Linked DNA regions of Mus musculus: region 1 is linked to region 2. The links are chromatin contacts, called in public Hi-C maps. All regions are on one chromosome and are shown on one strand. The core of a region is the stretch at or near the end of the contact, and the rest is flanking DNA. Distances in the headings are between cores, read along the strand shown.

Region 1 (2,811 bases), core at 125-2,624, 2.0 Mb before region 2:
AACAAGTGACCACGGAAAGAAGTAATGAGCTCTCTCATCAGTGTTCTGTTATTATATGCAACTGGGTTTGTTTCAAGCCAAGTGGGCTTCTTCTATACAGCTCACAGCACTTCTAACTTGACCTCTCCTCACAAGATCCACCCAGGCAATGCACCCTGCACATGGGTTTTGGGCTGTATGGAGGGATTTAAGGGTTTAAGATGAACAGAGATAAAGCATGCAGTGTATCACCTACTGTCATATTCTCACTATATATATTTTGTCACACATTTCAAGTCAAGGAGCGTCTTATGTTTTTGGATGCACTTCTTGGAAGCGCTGATCCTAGGTATTGTGTCCTTTTTTTGTCATTCAGATACAACGTATAATGAACAGAGCTGAGATTTCTGGATTTAAATCCAAGTATTGAATTTCTTGCTTATATACCATAAAGTGTCCTAATTTTTCTGGAACTTACTTCTATAATCTGTACATAGGGATATGACAGTTCAATCACTATTTCAAGAAATGGATAAAATGAACATCAAGGGCTAAGCACAGGGAAGGTATAGCTTGTGTTGCCTATTACTCCCCCCAACCCCCCGCCTTTACCAAGGTCTGCCCACACATCCTACCATTCTCAAAACATGGACCTTCTTTATATATAAAATCACCTCATTTTTCATTTCAAAGTTACATTCTTTGTTTAGTGTGCTTTGCATCTGCAGAGGATCCACTCTGCATGGTTTTAAGTAGAACCTTTCCTATAGCTACCATTAGTGATTAAGTTGTCTCTTAGCCTTAACTTGTGCCTGGTTACCTAAAGTTTACTTTTAAAGCTACATGCAATGATTTTATTGTAACTAAACCAAGTCTGGCAGGACACAAAAGCCTACCTACACACACACTACAGAAATTTTGTTTCTTTTAGTTGGTGAATCAGGATGTCCTGGTAAAGATCTTTTTTAAAAAACCGAGTGAAATGGAGACCTGCAGATAAAGGAACTTAATAGTACAGAAAGCTCTACAGAGATCTCCGCCACTTCCTCCTCCTCAACTCCCTTTCTAGATCATGGTGAGAAAACTCCCACTATGATGAAAGCAAAAGGTATTTTATTATCAACTGGCATTTATGCAGTACAGACATCATTTTATGACTACATTAGACAGTAGTAACTGTCTTAAATTGTCATATTCAAACAGATCCTGAAAAAGCCTTCAAACTTTCAAACTTCTTGTCAACGGTAATTTATATTGTTTTCAAACATTTTCACGAGCACCAAACTGTGTGCGGTTTCTAACATGGCTCTGGAAAACATTCTTCTGAGCGCAGCATGACTACTGTGGTTTAGTTACTCATCTTTAACCTCACCTGGGCACAAAGGACATGTGTCTTCTGAACAACATGTTTCCACTGTTTACTAGACACTCCCTTGGCACACTACAGGTGCTCAGGTATTTGTTAAGATTCTACTACAAAGGAAAAAAAAAAGTAAGAATTGCTTTGCTTCTGGAGTGGGTAGACAGATAACCTTAAAAAAAAATTCTTCAAATGGCCCAATGTGTTAAGTACTCATGATTTAAAAACCAGGAGCAGTATAAGACACCTGAAGACACTAACAACCCAATGGGAGAAATTTACTTAAAAGATTATTGGGTTGCTAGTAAAAGATGGAGATAAACTGTAATAAATACAAGGTTTTCTAAATGCAATTTACCCCATTGTTCTTAGATTACAATATGACCCTCAGGCTGGGCCAGAACTCATAATCTTTCTATTTTCGTTTGTCTAATGCTGAGATTATAGCATACCATGTGTGTTCTTTTGTGACTGAGTTACCTCACTCAGGGCGATATTTTCTAGATCCATCCATTTGCCTGTGAATTTCATGAAGTCATTGTTTTTAATAGCTGAGTAGTACTCCATTGTGTAAATGTACTACATTTTCTGTATCCATTCCTCTGTTGAGGGACATTTGTGTTGTTTCCAGCTTCTGGCCATTATAATGAAGGGTGCTATTAACATAGTGGAGCATGTGTCCTTGTTATATAGTGGAGCATCTTTTGGGTATATGCCCAGGAGTGGTATAAGCTGGGTCCTCAAGTAGAACTATCCAATTTTCTGAGGAACCACCAGACTGATATCCAGAGTGTTTGTATCAGCTTGCAATCCCACCAGCAATGGAGGAGTGTTCCTCTTTCTCCACATCCTCGCCAGCATCTGCTGTCACCTGAGATTTTGATCTTAGCCATTCTGACTGGTGTGAGGTGGAATCTCAGGTATACATTCACTGATAAGTGGATATTAGCCAAAAATCAAAAAACAAAACAAAACAACAACAACAAAAAAAACCCCAAACCTCAGAATCCGCACAATACAACTCACAGACCATTTGAAGGAAGACCACACCACAGTTTGGATGCTACAGTCCTACTCAGAAGGGGGAAGAAAATAATCTCAGGAGGTAGAAGGAGAGTGGGATCAGAGAAGGGGGGGGGGAGGTGGGACGGTTGAGATATGGAGAAGATGAGAGAGAAGTACAAAGGGTCAGGAATTTGAAGGAAGGTGTGTCAGTGGGGGAGAGGAAACTGGGGGTAGTCACTAGAAAGTTTCAGAGGCCAGAGATCCAAGGGGTTCCCAGAACCCAACAGAGAGGACATTAGCTGAAATACCCAACAAAAGCAAGATAGAACCTGTAGAGACCATATCCAGTGGCTAGGCATGGCTCCCCAGGTTGAGGGATGGGGCCACCCACCCAACTCAAAAATAGTAATTCAGAATTCCTCCTGTCAAAAGGAAATACAGGGACAAAGAGTGGAGCAATCTGAAGG
Region 2 (2,700 bases), core at 116-2,615:
CTTCTCTCTTCTCATTTGTTTTCTTCTTGTCCTTTGAGGCTGGCCTGGACTTCCCTTTGTAGCAGAGGCTGACCTTAGCCTGAATCCTCCTGCTCCTACTTCACACATGCTAAGACTGCAGTCATGCCCTAGGTCCTTCCTGTAAGAGGTGCTGGGGGAATCCCACCCAGGGCTTCTTGTGTACTAAGAAAGCACTCTCCTAATTGAACCTCATCCCCACCACCCTGAATTTATTTCTCTTTTCCATTTGAATATTTTTCATCTGTTTGCTGTGTTACCAGTATTGAGGTAGAATCCAGTCTTGTAAATATTAGGCAAGTGCTCTACCCCTGAGCTGCATGCCCTGTCCCCTCCTTCTCTTCTTCCTCCTCTTCTCCCTCCTCTTCCTCATTTTATTTTTAAACACTGAAAATGCAGATAAATAGAATGAGGCCAAATAAGAAGATTTGAGAATGTACACATTACTCTGCTCTGTAGAGGCAGTATCTCTGCAGAGTCTACAGAAAGATAGCAAAATGTCTTCAAAGTTGTGCCAGAAACCTTTGGAGCTGAGGTGTGCTTAGCCAGGCGAAGATACTCCATTCCCTGAGCTCCTGCGTCTCTCTTGTCCCAAATAGCATGAAACTAGGCCGGAGCAAGGAAGGTTGGCTTTGGAGGTTAGTGACAACATGCTCCGTCAAAACCAGGAACGCAGAGCCTCCGAGATGGACGGGCAGGAGTAGGTCCCTGCAGACAGGCTGGACCATCTGGTTTCTATTTCTGAAACTCACAAGGTAGACGGAGAAACTTGACTTCCAAAAGCTGTCCTCTGATCTCTATAAGGACACCGTGGGGCACACACACACACACACACACACACACACACACACAAATCAAAGAAATGGAGATGAAGAAAATCCATATTTGGTACAGATCTTATATTTAGACATAGCAAATTTATTGGCCAACTTGTTTATTTATACGAATTGTAGGTAATGTCACTAAAATCCACTATGCTTGCTTCCTTTTCTATAATCACATCCCAGCCATCAACTAAGGGAACACTGGCTTCTGGCCCTTTTCATTTGTAGACAGTAGATTTAAACCTTTGTACCCTACTGTTCAACTCAAAGGGAGCAAATAACCTTGGCTACAGTTGCCGCGGAAGAAAGACTCTACCTCTTTGCTTTTATACTAAGCTTTAGAAAACGTTATGTAGAAAGGAGGAACACCCCCCCCCCTTTTGCCTGGGTTACAGACACCATAACGCAGAGTTGGGCCGGCTCTGCGGAAACAATGAGTCACTGATGCCGAGGCCCAGGTGGCGTACGAATGAGCTCTGCAGCCACTTTAACCCCTGCAGGCCCCTACTCGGCAGAGCCGCAGTGCGCACGCAGCCTGGGCTTCCAGCCTGCAGACGTCCTGGTCAGAGCAGGAGGAGCCCTGTAAGCAGGCGGTACGTCCGCATGCCCTCCCAGGGGGCTCCGAGCTATTAGTCTTCCGATTGGCTCAAGAGAGGAGTGAAGAAATGAAAACACCGCCCAAGATATATTTAGTTGAGCGCAGCTGGGGAAACGCTTAAGCCCCTAGTGTTTTTGTGTCCATGGTAGGGAATATTGGGGAGACTTAGGCCATTTCCCGCCCCCTCCCCGCCCCCCAATCCCAGTAGATTTTCTTCCTCTTATTCTGGAAGTGCAGAAATTTCTGATGTGTTGATTAAGGAAATAGTAATTTTCCTGCAGAACTGGCAAATGAAATAACCGCTCAAAGCACTAATCTTTGTGGGAGACCCAGTGAAGAAATTATTTTTTTTCTTAACTCACTAGTAATTTTTCTTTCTTGCAATTAATCCTCTTTAGGTTCAAGATGGAAATCGAGTATTTTCGAACGTATTTACTTGAACTAATTTATGTAGTTAGAAGCATAATTAAGTTTTATCAGCTGATAGAGTCCCTTGTCACTTGAGCCGACTGGCGTTTTCCGCTAATTGAAAGGCTTATTTCTGCGCTGTTGAGCGCAGCTTTTTTGACAGATGACTCCCTAGAGGTTAACGGCTTAGGCTGATGTCGGCCACCCTGCAGAAGGGTTTTCCAGGCAGCTAGCACATGCTGTCTCTGGAGATACTATGATTAAGATGTAAAGCAGGAACTTCTAGAATCTCAACTTCTAGAATCTCGTTGTTTGGGTCATACTAGTAAACTAGGGTTAGACCAGTAATGGATCTCCAGAAAAACAAAAGAATGCTCAAATTTTTACAGAGATTGGTTTTCAAGAAATTGTCCAAGAAATGCAAAACTGTGGGGGTAAACTAACACGCTGGAGACCGGGGGTGGGGGGGGTGGGGGGGTGGGGGGGTGGGCGGGGAGTCAAGTTCAGATCAGAAGGCCACAGCTGAATTTCAAAACTTCCCTCTTCCCTGGGGTTCAGGGTCTGTGCGGGGAATGAGAAAAAATTCTTTGACAATTTGGATGAGACCCACCCACATTATAGAGAGCAATCTGCTGTATTCAAAGTTAGCCCCCCACCCCACCCCCCAGGTGCAGTGAACTTTATAGATGATATTTAAGAGAGGCTCCTTAAAGTAGTCCCCTACTTCCAGCAGCGGCGGGGTGGGGGTGGGGTAGTCTGAGATGAAAATTGTGTGGGGAAATTGTGTGAGGGGTTGAGTTAGGGACAACAGCAGCTGGGGTCCTCTCTTCTTCTCTAAGGTGGGTAGGGCTG

What was found. A called contact is a pair of places that touch in the nucleus more often than the background predicts.
Region 1: a contact with region 2 is called in a Hi-C map of CD8 T cells, with 5 times the contacts expected there. The contact joins two enhancer-like sites. A contact is called at or near these places in 1 of 484 Hi-C or Micro-C datasets (CD8 T cells) and 3 of 115 datasets of contacts at active chromatin or transcription factors (acute myeloid leukemia, cardiomyocytes and large pre-B cells).

The regions. Positions count from the first base shown.
Region 1 is chr7:75,599,079-75,601,889 of GRCm38.p6, reverse strand. All of the region lies in intron 5 of Akap13 (A kinase (PRKA) anchor protein 13), which reads right to left. Among named protein-coding and RNA genes, the nearest start is that of Akap13, 140 kb to the right of the region's middle. Within about 2 kb of position 1,374, at least 50 of the 459 cell types and tissues checked have an H3K27ac peak or open chromatin away from gene starts, as enhancers often do. A contact at or near this core is called in CD8 T cells, where this site is marked.
Region 2 is chr7:73,594,021-73,596,720 of GRCm38.p6, reverse strand. All of the region lies in intron 2 of Gm30149 (a long non-coding RNA gene), which reads left to right. Among named protein-coding and RNA genes, the nearest start is that of Gm39036, 7.4 kb to the left of the region's middle. Within about 2 kb of position 1,365, at least 294 of the 459 cell types and tissues checked have an H3K27ac peak or open chromatin away from gene starts, as enhancers often do. A contact at or near this core is called in CD8 T cells, where this site is marked.